Linked DNA regions of Mus musculus: all the other regions are linked to region 2. The links are chromatin contacts, called in public Hi-C and promoter capture Hi-C maps. All regions are on one chromosome and are shown on one strand. The core of a region is the stretch at or near the end of the contact, and the rest is flanking DNA. Distances in the headings are between cores, read along the strand shown.

Region 1 (2,951 bases), core at 409-2,908, 5.4 Mb after region 2:
GGAATCAGTATGAAGCTGAGGCCACGGTTCTGAACAGTGCTAAGGCACAGTGAACTGGAACTCACCGCTGTACCTCAGTGGTTCCCAGCCTTCCCAATGCTACGGCCTTCGAGTTGTGGTGACCCACCTCCCAACCATGAAACCGCTTCTGTTGCTACTTCATAGCTGCAATTTTGCTGTTACGACTTGTAATGTAAATATCTGTGTTCTTCAATGGTCTTAGATGATCAGTCTGAAAAGGTCACTCAACCCCCACTCCAAAAGGGTCATGACCCAGCTGCTCTACATGTACTGGACTCTTATCACTATTACTGACAAACAGACCAACAAGCCCACAAAAGTGGGAAGAGCAACCAGATTCTACCCTGGGGCCGTCACTATCTGTGACATCTTACCTCACCAGGTGTCAGGCTCCTTACCTGTAGTTAAGGAGGAGTTGGACCAGGCCCTTCCTACCTTTCTTTTCTCTTAGGATCTTAAAGGGAATCTCCAGCTAAGTGAGCTTACATTAACAGTGAAGATCCTTCCCACTTCCCAAGTTCTCAAATGATAATGGGTAAGTCTGTAATATACCTAGAATGGAAGCTCTTTTCTGCAAAATGATTTCACGTTCTGACAGTATTTCAGATCAAGGAAAGATACGGCGAGTGTTACATGGACACAGCTGTGTGGTCCCCAGGTAACTGTGCGCGCTCATCGTCAGCACACAGAGAATTGAGGACATCCTGCACGCATGTAGCGCCTAAATAACTGAGTGAAAGTGAGAAAGGAGCAAGACACCTGCACGTAACAAAACTTAAAAAAAAGAAAGAAAAAAAGAAAGGAAGGAAGGCCGGCAGGCAGACCGACAGACAGAGGCAACCTGATGCTTAGAATAAACTCCTCTTAGCGTAAGTGGCATAGACAGCGTGCAAAGCCAGTTACCTCATCTGACAGGTGCACAATGTACACAACTCACTCAGAAGCTGCTTCCAATACCGGCGGTTGATTAAGCTACACATAATTATCTAGCGACAACCGCTGCCTTGCCACTTATTCTGCACAAGAACTCAAAATACAAAAACAGGGGCGCTGCTAGCGAGCCGGAACCCCGGAAGCTGCCGATTTCTAAGTGTTGGGGGTGTCCCGGGCTGCTTCGCTAGACCAGGAAGGCCTCTTCTCTGCACCTGGGCTAGCCCACCCTCTAGACCCTCGCGAGCAACCAGCAAGCAAGGACCTCGGACCGCAGCCCCACGTCGCCAGCCCCACCTGCGCGCAGCGCGCCGCGGCCCGCCCCTCCCCCACACGTCCTCCCCCTAACCCTCGCCCACCCGGCAGCCGCACGCCACGCGTGGGGCCCGCCGCGTGCCCACGGCAACGCCCCGCTTCTCCCTTTCTCCCCGCTTCTCCCCTTCCCCCGGCACCCACCAAACCCGACGCCTGGGCCCGCCCTCACCTCAGCAGAGTCCGCGGGTCTCACCCGGGGTTCGTCGGGCCGTGGGCTCCGAAACGCGCTCGCTCCCGCAAGGCGTCTGGGTACGCGCACGTTCCGGGCTCCGGCAGCGGAAGGGGCGGGACCTGTGGGGCGAAACCTAACGGCGGGGCGGAGCGTATTGGGCAGGACGGGCAGGGGCGGAGCCTGTGGCAGCACCTGAACCGCCCCGACGCGTCTGGTGCCACAAGCTACGTCGGTGCGGAGAAGGCACGATCCATTCTGTGCGGGGTTCTCCTGGCTCAGGAGCTTTGGAGGATAGAGCGATGTCGCCTTTTGTCAGCTGCGAAGCAAGAGCACAGTCTGACAGGCACCGTGCTAACCACCACTTCTTGTGTGACAAAATTTTTCCAGGGGATACTCAACACGACAAATCAAAATACCGAGACCACCCAAGTCCAACTTGGTGAACTACTATTGGGATTACTTGCAGGCATATGGGTGAGGGTTTACTTAACAAGAGCAGAAATGACTTAGCTGAAAAACCAAGGCTCACCCCAGCATGAGTGACAACTCACAAAAGCTGGGAACCTGAAACACTGCACAGCCTACAAGCAGCTCAACAGGTTGCAATGAGTCCTTTCCAGGTGCCTCAGTTGGTCTACACCTTTCCAGGCAGCTCAGCTGGTTTCTGCTGCCTCCAGGTAGCTGGTCTGGCCTCAGAGTCGACTTTGTAGCTTTTTCCCCAACTCAGAATCCTCAGTTTAGCGTCCTTCCATCTGAGAAGGTCTCTCAGCTTTTATCGTTTATTCTGGCAGAGAGGAGCCTAAAGAATCTGATCCGTTTCGGGGACTTCCTGAAGCTATTTTGAGTTGCTTAAAGAGCTTTTCTTGAGTTGTTTAAAGAGCTTCCCTGCAGAAGAAAACTGTTAGACACCACCACTCTGTCGGGAAGGCTTTGCTGAGGCCACCAGACAGTGGAGGACCTCTTGCAGTCTTGAAGGTTGGGAAATATAACACAGACTCTAACCCATGTCTCCAAGTCCGCACAACTTGCAGAAAGTGAAAACATCGACAACTTACTCTTATGATTCATCATTACGCCTTCTTTCTCTAAGACCGTCTTATTTAGAATGTCTTCTCAAGTATTCTACAGTTCACCCTCTGGTCCTGCGTGGGTTAGCCACTGTTCCTTCGGTTTAATAAACATGTCAGGGGAGCAGGGCATGCCAGGCATGTCCTTCTCTCAGTGGAAAATAGTGCTTTCCAAATAAAGCCAAATCTTTGCACCCATGCGCACGCGCACACACACCCACTGACTCTATAAGCGTCCTTGGATCAGCGGGGCATGGTGGCGCAAGCCTTTAATCCCAGCACTCGGAAGGTAGGCAGAGGCAGAGAGGCAGAGAGGCAGAGAGGCAGAGAGGCAGAGAGGCAGAGAGGCAGAGAGGCAGAGAGGCAGAGAGGCAGAGAGGCAGAGAGGCAGAGAGGCAGAGAGGCAGAGGCAGGTGGATTTCTGAGTTCAAGGCCAGTCTGGTCTA
Region 2 (2,820 bases), core at 172-2,671:
TTTAAAATAAAACGTCTGAGGTGACCTCCCACCATATAATGCCGTGGTAAAAGTCTTCGTCAGTTTCGGGCACTGTAATCTTTTGTTTCCCAGACTCTAGAACTGTGAGAAATAATTTATCTATGTAAGAAATTAAGCTAGGTTTTGAAGCCACAGGAGTTTGAATGTATGTAAAGTCCTCATGCTTATCTCCTTCAGATTAAGATGCCTGGAATTAGCTCCTCCTGCCTCAGACTCTGGGAGCACTGGCATCACAAGTGTGTGCTTTGCCGTTATTCTTGCTAAAATAAAACTACATGGAACATTTACTATAAAAACAAAAGAGAAGAGGTATTGAGTTAGGTCCTGGTGTAAAAACTGGTCATGAGCATTTTGAGGAAATGCATTATTGTAATAAGTACTGATTTCAATAGTTGGTGCTTCCCTTCATGGGAGAGGAAAAGAGAAGCCAGCGTCACTGGCACCAAATATGAATGGTATCTGGATGGTCTAATCTTACCGTAGCCTTTGGTTTGAGGCTTGTAAGGCATGGAAGTGTTCGAATTAGTACATCTGTTTATATGTATATATCGGAAAAGACTGGAGTTTGGCAGCTGAAACCCCTTCCTGTGCCCGTTCTCAGTACCATCCTCGGAGGGCCCGGGAGGAAAGGTCACCCTCGCAGGGGCCCGGCGATGCTAAGCTGCTCCTGATTGCCCAGGGCTAGCCGCTCCGAGCCTTGAGATAATTTCTGCAGGCTATTGCCGGCTCAGCCCGACTCGGGCGGTGACACCCTAAAAAGGCCTCCCGGGCCCTTCCATAAAGTCAGACCTGAGTGAAACGTTTCGGTGAAATTTGTCAAAGGTCCCTTTATCGAGGTTACTGCAAACACAGAAACAATTCTTGGGCTTATTAGTTGACACATCTTACACAAGGTGGGTTCGTGTGAACCATGGAGGCTGAGAGTTTTCACAACATATCTTCTCTCCTTTAACCGTTTAATAGGTAACGGGCCATTTCTACCTTAAAAAACAAACGGATCTGCAGCCCAACTTTTCCGGACGTGGTACGACTGCCGCTTTCTTTACGTATTTCCGCTTCTGCTCATGTGACCAGGGTACAGCGTCCACTCCTTCCTATCGCCGCTCCTTCCTGGTCCGCAGACCGACACGTCACTGCTCGGCTCTCAACCAAACTGTTCAGAGCACGCTCTTTCCGCGCGTTTCGCTTTCCCGCGCCGGCCTATCACAGTTCGGTGGGACTTCATAGTCACGCCTCTCAACAGGGTGAATGACAGTCACATTGTCCATTCAAAAGGAGGAATCCAGACTCGATCCACGCCCTCGAAATGACAGACAGAACCGTTATCCTGTCGGTCCCCTGAAATATACATCGACGGAGGCTAGCCAATGCGGAGCGGGCAGGGAGGCGGGCCTTGGCTGCTGTCAGGGTTGAGTGCGCCGCTGAACGGATGGCAGGGGGAGCAGAGTGGGTTCCTGAGGAGCATCCGTGAGGTGAGAAACTCTGGGGTAGCGCTAGAGGATTAGCGGCAGGTGCCGCGCGGGCTGTTGGCCGGCCCGAACGAGGTGCTGGACACAAGCCTGTAGAGGTGGGGAGCAGAGCCTGCCTGCGGCCTGGGCGGAGGAGGGGGCGTGGAGTGTGAGATGGGGACGTCCAGGCATTGGGGCACCAGACGATCTGAGGAAGGGTCTTGGCAGAGCAATGCACTCTGGCCATGAGGGCGTGGGGCACAGGATCCTGGGACTAGCTTGGAAGGGCCACGCGGAGTGTGCTGAGATAGTGGGTTCGAAGTCAGTGAGGGTGCACAAGATGACGTGGAAACGTATGTGGGAAAACCACCGAGGCTGCAGCCCTAGAATTTAGAGCTCGGGTGGGTCAAGGCTTGCAGACACAGCTGAGAAGCAGAGAGATGATGAGCAGATAAGAAAAGCGTCCTTTCCCTTTCTGTACCCTATCGGTGTGTGGAGATTGCCAAGAACGGTATGAAAACTCGCAGTGTTTAGCTTTAAAGTCCAGGTTTTAGCACTCTCGCTGCCTTTGCTTACTCTTCAGGTGTGTGGATCATATTAGCTCAGTGGTGTTTAGTTTCCATGTCACTTATCTCCTGAGAACAACTACAAACCCAAGAGATGGGACTGAGTTGTTCACTTCCCAGAATTAGTGCGTGATAAGCCTTCCCTTTGGAATTATAATTAATCACACCAGCCCAAACTGCTCTTTTGGTATAGTTAATTAAAGGAAAGATGTTAGACTTCGCAGTGTGAGTCTTCGTGTTTTCCATTTTGTCCAGTGTTTTCCTTTTGCAACCCCCTGGTCCCTGGAAAGAAGGGAACAAGATAATGCAGTTTCCCCTTTCCCAGCATAGTTTTGAACAGTGCTACGTTTTCTCAGTTGCCACACTCTTTGTTTCTTAGTCCTTAACATACCAATTGTCTATAATTGATCACCATTCTGAACTGTCTGCAGATTGCTTCCCTTACCACCATTCCAAAATTTATTCTGGTCTAGAAGAAACAAAATTATTATTATTATTATTGTAATTTTGCTCTAGATTTTCATCTGGTGCTCCAAGTTCTCTCTGGGTCATGAAATGAGTTACAGGGAAATAGACCTGAGCAGTAGTTACAGTTTGAACTTTGAAAATGAATATGTAGTGGGTGGCCTGAGTATATTTCTCTCTTGAGTGCATGGATTGAACTTGCATTAGTGACCACCTGCTCTTTAGTTGGCCAGAGAGCATGCACACTGGGATTTGGAACAGAAAAAAGCTTGTAGCCAATCAATTGAGGCTTAGATTTATAGCTGGAAATTATGTCTAGT
Region 3 (2,700 bases), core at 49-2,548, 9.8 Mb after region 2:
TGTTCAGGAAATTTAAGGGTAAGTCTAAATGGTTTTGGTGATGTAAGAAACCTATAACCAAAGCACTTGGGAGTGGGGACAGAAAGATCAGGAATTCAGGTCATCCTCAGATGCTTAGCAATTCCAAATTGACAGGCTGATAAGATAAAGACCTAGGAAAAGAAAACTGTGTGTGTGAAAGGTGGGGTCTCCTGTGGTCCAGGCTGGCCTCAAACTCTACACGTAGTCAAGGAAGATCTTGAATCCTGATCTCCCTCTGATTTCTAGCTTTCAGCTTTTTTACATTTCACATGAAATCATGCATGCCTTTCTGTGCCTGGCTTATTGCATTCAATGATAAAAGCAAAGGGTTGGCGAGGTGGCTTAGTTGGAAAAGGCATTTTTTTTTTTTTTTCAAAGCCTAAGGACCTGAGTTCAATCCCTGAGATTCGCACAGTGGAATCGGGGGATTGATTCCTTCAAGTTATCCTCTGATCAGTGTGTGTGTGTGTTCCCACATACTGTACAAAAGTAAATAAATGTAATTTTTAAAGAAGTCTCTTTTCACCTATGCTGTCAAGGTTACACACACACACACACACACACACACACACACACTTTGGAGAGAGGGCCCTGCTTATGTAGTACTCATGTAGTACCAGGCTGGTCTTAAACCCAAGGCAATTCTACAGCCTCAGTCTCCCACATGCGTGGGCCACCACAGTTCCGTATATGTATGCAGTGCTTCATTGCACTATTCTTTGATTGGACAAATAAGTGGAAGGGACTGAAAGTGGAAGTTCTGGCAGAAAGAGTAAAGAAGACGATAAGCAACAACCCCCAAAGTCTCCAAACCAGGGAGTGGAAAAAGGAAATAAAGCACGCCCTACAAGACCACGTTCTTTACCTGCTGCCTTTTGCAGCGTCGGTTCAACTCACCTGGACCAGCAGTCCCAGTCTGCCTCTTGCGGGGTCTCGGCATGGCCTCTCTGTAGGAGGCTGAAGCTAACCGGACGGGTAAGAAACAGCTCTTGTCTTCTAAAACCTGCATGGTGCAAGATGGAGGCAAGAAAGCATACAGGGCCTGGGACTTATGAAGAAAAGTCATGATTAAACCATTCTAATCCCTCTCTCGTTATCTGCGCCCTTTCCTTCTCTCCTAATCTACCTCTAAACTCTCCTGAGTCCCTCCCTAATTCGGCTTTACCCACCACCATTCATTCAACGCACCACCCAAACGCCTTGAAGCACTGCCAGGCTAATCTTCTGGGAGCCTTGAGGCGACTGGCGTGCCCGGACAGGCTTAGTAGAAGACGCGTCTCAGAGGCGCCGCCCCCACGATCTCTGGGAACTGTAGTTTCAGAACGCCAGTAGTCCTATTGGAGCCCGCGCTTCAAGGGCTTAATGGACTACAACTCCCAGAGTATCAGGGGGGCGGGGCGGGAACGGCTAGTTCTGGCCTGGGCTAAGAGGCCTGGGGTCTGAGATTCGAAGTTTACATGGCGATGTTGCGGTCCGGATACAGGCGCTTTGGCTGTCTGCGCGCGGCACTCAAGTCCCTGGCTCAGACCCACCACCGGAGCATCACCTTCTGCATCGATCGTAAGGCTCATCTAGGCGAGGGGAGAGTGGGTCTTCGGTGGGCATCTGTGCCCGCCCGAGTTCCCAGCGCTTTGGTGGCTCTCGGGCTTCGCCTGACACCGATCCCTCTCGGGTCCCTTGACGGACTCACTTCATCCTCTGACTCTGCCCGTCTGGGACCCACTTCTCTCTCCCCGACCAGTCCTGTTTCACGAACTGGCTTCCTCCCATAACTCAGGATCTACTCTCGGGACCAGCTCTTAATGGTCCCTGTGACCAGCGCTCAGTCCAGTCCAGTTGCCTGTCCCCCGACCCCGCCAATGCTTTTCAAAGACGAAGGAACGTGTGACTTTGGCAATAGATTTCCAAGGTAGAAAGAGCTAAGTATATGAGCGCTGGTAGAGATAGTTGAAAAGCTCCAGGTTATACCGTATGTTTTGCTCACAAGTATAGATTTCGTAAAAACACTCATACTGTAGAAACTGCTGCAGGAAAAAGAAAGATAACCGCAATTGAGAAACCCTATCTGAGATTACAAACTGATTGTTTAAAAACCTGGCAGAAAACTTGCATGTAACTGGGAGTGTTTGCCACCCATGCAAACCAAGCCAAATATTTAGATTTGTCAATCACTTTAAATACCAAACTAAAAACCAGAACCACCTTTTCTTCTGAAACAGTTTTTAAAATAATTCTAAATTTTATTTTAAATAAGAATCTATTATTTATGGCCTTATGGCTTTGAAAATTGAGAACAGAGTTATAAAGTACATGGAGGCATAGACTGGTTTTTTGTTTGTTTGTTTTTGTTTTGTTTTTTGTAGAAAACCAGTTTTAAGAGTTACTGCCCTACTTAGGCACCTAAAATTGGGTAAACAAAGTAGCGTGGTTTGGTACTAAAGTTAGGAAAGAGTCTGTCCCAGTAACAGATTTACGTTATTGATTGTTGTTTTGACCTGGGCAACTAAGATGTGTGAGACAGGCTTTATTTGTGCAACTGTGACACTTCTGGAGCTAGCTTTGTAGACCAGGCTGGCCTTAAACTCAGGAGAGATCACTGGTGCCTATCTCCCAAGCCTTGGCTGTACCACCAGAGTTCAGCTTGCTCTCTTTCACTGTTTTTAACGAAGTGTTGGAGTT
Region 4 (2,858 bases), core at 149-2,648, 9.7 Mb after region 2:
ATGGAGGCATTTTCCCAACTGAGACTCCTTTCTCTGTGATAACTCCAGCCTGTGTCAAGCTGACACACAAAACCAGCCGGTACAAGAACCATCTAGCTGAATTTATGATCACAAATTCTAAGAAAAAAAAAATCAACCTGAACATTGAGATTGTCTGTTTAAAACCACCTGGGGAATAGACTTAGGACTCCAGCAAGACTAGGTAGAACAAAGGTGACAGATGGAGATAACTGAGGCACTAGCACTATTAAAGGCCAATTATTAGCTTTTCATGTTGCTGCTGCTATTGTTATTATCACTGAGACACTCCTATTATTATTGTTTTATTATTATTATTATTGAGACTGGTTTAAATTCATTTGTGTGGCCCAGGATGGTCTTGAACTCATGGCAATCCTCCAGCCTCGACCTCCCGCATGCTAGAACAGTTTAGCTCTCTTTTCTACCAATTACTCGTCTGGACTCAGATCCCACCGTAAGTTTGGCTGGCCTTCACCCGGGCAGATTGTCACAATCCTGGGGCTCACGGTCAGTGCAGAGACCAGGGCTTCCCCTTCCCCCACCCCTACCCCTACCCTCACCGAGACGCAAGCTTGGATACATTAGGCGGAACAAAACACCCCAAGCCCCGAACCCAGAACCCGCGGCTGCGTTTCCTCACCGAGGCTGAGACCCAGCGGACACCAAGGCTGCAAGTTTTCTCCAAGATCCTGCAGCGCCATTCCGACCGTGGACGTACCGGCTCGCCGTCGCTCCCGCGCGCGCTCTGAGACGTTTTGGCGGACCAGTCACAACGTTCGGGATTTACAATCGACCAATCACCGCGCTGAGCCGTGTTCGTAACCCAAGCCAATGGGCTGGGTCGCCCACTGCGTGCGCATAAGTGGGCGGGGCAAAGACTGGAAGTTAAACAAGGCTAGCGAGGACTTTTTCTTTTTCCCTTAGCATTCCAGTTAATGTTGGGGTCAGGACGTCACTAGTGTTTTTCTTACCGTCATATCGTTCTTACACGGCAGGGAACCTAGAGGCCAGCGGGGACAGCATACTTCCTGTAGTAGCGGTCACATTTGCCCCTTCCGGTGACACTGAGCGTGCATGGGAAAGGCACCTCATCCCGTCAGACAGCACGCAAGCGTTGCTCGTATTCAAATGTGAAGAGTAGCCTGGCGTTTATCAGGCTAAGAAGGAAGAGAAATGCAACCGGAATATTACAAGGAGGCACTTGCAGTGCTAGGACTTGACGGAACATCTGGGCCCGAGTTCTACTGGAGAGAGGCCAGAGCCGCCATGTAAACAAAGCGCCCTTTGGCACTGCACATGCGCAGATGAGCGCACCCCTTGACGGCCTGGAGGGGGTAGGGAAAGCGAGGGGGGGGGGGGGGAGAGAAGACGTGCGCGTGCGCGTGGCATCATCTTCGCATCCGGGCCGGAGTTCTCCTGCCCCTTCCCCCGCCCGGCGCCGCCGTAGCACTTCGGTGCGTTACGCCGCGGGAGTCCAGGCAGTTCTGTGTGTGCGGCTGGGCGCTGGACCCCACCCGGTGGGCGACGAGACGCGCGTGCTTGGCGCCTTTCCTCCCAGGGCCCTAGTCGCTGCACCGCCAGGATCTGCGTTGGTACTGTGTCTGGCCTCTCGGTGCATCGCTGCTCTGGGCGCCGCAACCCGCAGCCGACCTCCTTCCTCCGCCCTGCCTCACCCCAGGGGCGCAGGCCATCGGCGATCGCCCACCGCCCAGCTCAGAGCGAGCGGGGCTGCGGTGCAGCGTCCAGCGCGTTCCCGCAGCCGGCCCTCCGGCCTGCCTTCCCCGAAGGCAGCTCGCGCCTGGGAGGGAGGGAGCAGTCTGTGCCGACACCGGCGCGGCCAGGCGGGGAGATGAGCTTCTTCGGCTTCGGGCAGAGCGTGGAGGTGGAAATCTTGCTGAATGATGCGGAGAGTAGGAAGCGAGCGGAGCACAAGACTGAGGACGGGAAGAAGGAGAAATATTTCCTCTTCTACGACGGGGAAACCGTCTCGGGGAAAGTGAGCCTATCACTGAAGAACCCCAACAAGCGACTAGAGCACCAGGGCATCAAGATCGAGTTCATTGGGCAGATCGGTGAGTCTATTCCCTGGGACCTTCCCAAAACCGGGACGTCAGCCTGCCCCTGGACTCGAGTGTGGGACGGGCTGGGAGCAGAGATTTTCAGTGCCCAGCTCCTGCGAGGCCTGCGACAGGTTCTTTTCAACTGTAATCTAAAGCCTGAGATTCACCCACGAGTCCCGCCCGTGGGCGACTCCCCCATGCATTCATTACCTTCTTCCGTGCCAAAAGTGACAGCGTGCTGCTGGGGAGGTGGGGACAGCCTAGATAGGGTAGGGAGCCCTCTGCTGTATGGTCGGATGCTCACCTGGTGCTTGGATATCCCCATTGTCTCTGCAGTATGCTTCCAGCTTTGCTTCTAGTAACCGGGATTTCATAGTGTGGTAGACAGTATCCTGCAGGTGGGTTTGACAGCTACAGCTGTCAGATCCAATCCAAAGTTAAGCAGTGACCCCACCCACCTATCCATCATCCCTCCTCCCCCTTTAAAATACAGTGCAGTGGACCGGGCTCATAAATTCCGTCTATCTATCTCACCTCCATTCTGTATTACATTGCATGTGCATGTTTTGAATACCTGTAACCTGCCTCTTTCTGACTGCCTCTATTTCTCAAACTTCCTTAGTACCATGCTGGTATTTAGTTGTCTGATTTTCTCCTTAAAGTCAAAGAAGTGATGCTGCAAAGACTATAATTAAATGATCAAAAATTTGCAGTGCTCAATAGTCACCTTCAAATATTGTTAGTTCTAATAGAACTAGATAGACAAGGGAAGGCGGT

The links. Promoter capture Hi-C pulls out the DNA fragments that hold promoters and counts their contacts. Hi-C and Micro-C count contacts between places; a contact is called where the count stands out from the background.
Region 1: a contact with region 2 is called in a promoter capture Hi-C map of pre-B cells, with 4 times the contacts expected there. The contact joins the promoter of 1700023A20Rik here to the promoter of Stt3a in region 2. A contact is called at or near these places in 2 of 39 promoter capture datasets (liver and pre-B cells) and 3 of 484 Hi-C or Micro-C datasets (CD4 T cells, CD8 T cells and muscle stem cells).
Region 3: a Hi-C map of B cells shows a contact between it and region 2, with 5 read pairs. The contact joins the promoter of Thyn1 here to the promoter of Stt3a in region 2. A contact is called at or near these places in 1 of 39 promoter capture datasets (cranial neural crest) and 1 of 484 Hi-C or Micro-C datasets (B cells).
Region 4: a contact with region 2 is called in a Hi-C map of B cells, with 7 read pairs. The contact joins the promoter of Vps26b here to the promoter of Stt3a in region 2. A contact is called at or near these places in 1 of 39 promoter capture datasets (pre-B cells) and 5 of 484 Hi-C or Micro-C datasets (B cells, CD4 T cells, CD8 T cells and 1 more).

Annotation. Positions count from the first base shown.
Region 1 is chr9:31,384,755-31,387,705 of GRCm38.p6, reverse strand. It overlaps 1700023A20Rik (RIKEN cDNA 1700023A20 gene), which reads left to right and starts at 1,658. Exons shown (of 1, transcript NR_165167.1): 1 at 1,658-2,703. It overlaps Nfrkb (nuclear factor related to kappa B binding protein), which reads right to left and starts at 1,514. Exons shown (of 26, transcript NM_172766.3): 1 at 1,436-1,514.
Region 2 is chr9:36,766,223-36,769,042 of GRCm38.p6, reverse strand. It overlaps Stt3a (STT3, subunit of the oligosaccharyltransferase complex, homolog A (S. cerevisiae)), which reads left to right and starts at 1,421. Exons shown (of 18, transcript NM_008408.5): 1 at 1,421-1,493. It overlaps Gm26787 (predicted gene, 26787), which reads right to left and starts at 1,156. Exons shown (of 4, transcript NR_166654.1): 1 at 1,003-1,156.
Region 3 is chr9:26,998,275-27,000,974 of GRCm38.p6, reverse strand. It overlaps Thyn1 (thymocyte nuclear protein 1), which reads right to left and starts at 1,298. Exons shown (of 8, transcript NM_144543.2): 1 at 1,210-1,298; 2 at 919-1,024. The coding sequence starts at 961. Acad8 (acyl-Coenzyme A dehydrogenase family, member 8) reads left to right here and starts at 1,426. Exons shown (of 11, transcript NM_025862.2): 1 at 1,426-1,581. The coding sequence starts at 1,479.
Region 4 is chr9:27,028,634-27,031,491 of GRCm38.p6, reverse strand. It overlaps Vps26b (VPS26 retromer complex component B), which reads left to right and starts at 1,398. Exons shown (of 6, transcript NM_178027.4): 1 at 1,398-2,093. The coding sequence starts at 1,871. Ncapd3 (non-SMC condensin II complex, subunit D3) reads right to left here and starts at 1,327. Exons shown (of 36, transcript NM_178113.4): 1 at 993-1,327; 2 at 662-869. The coding sequence starts at 722.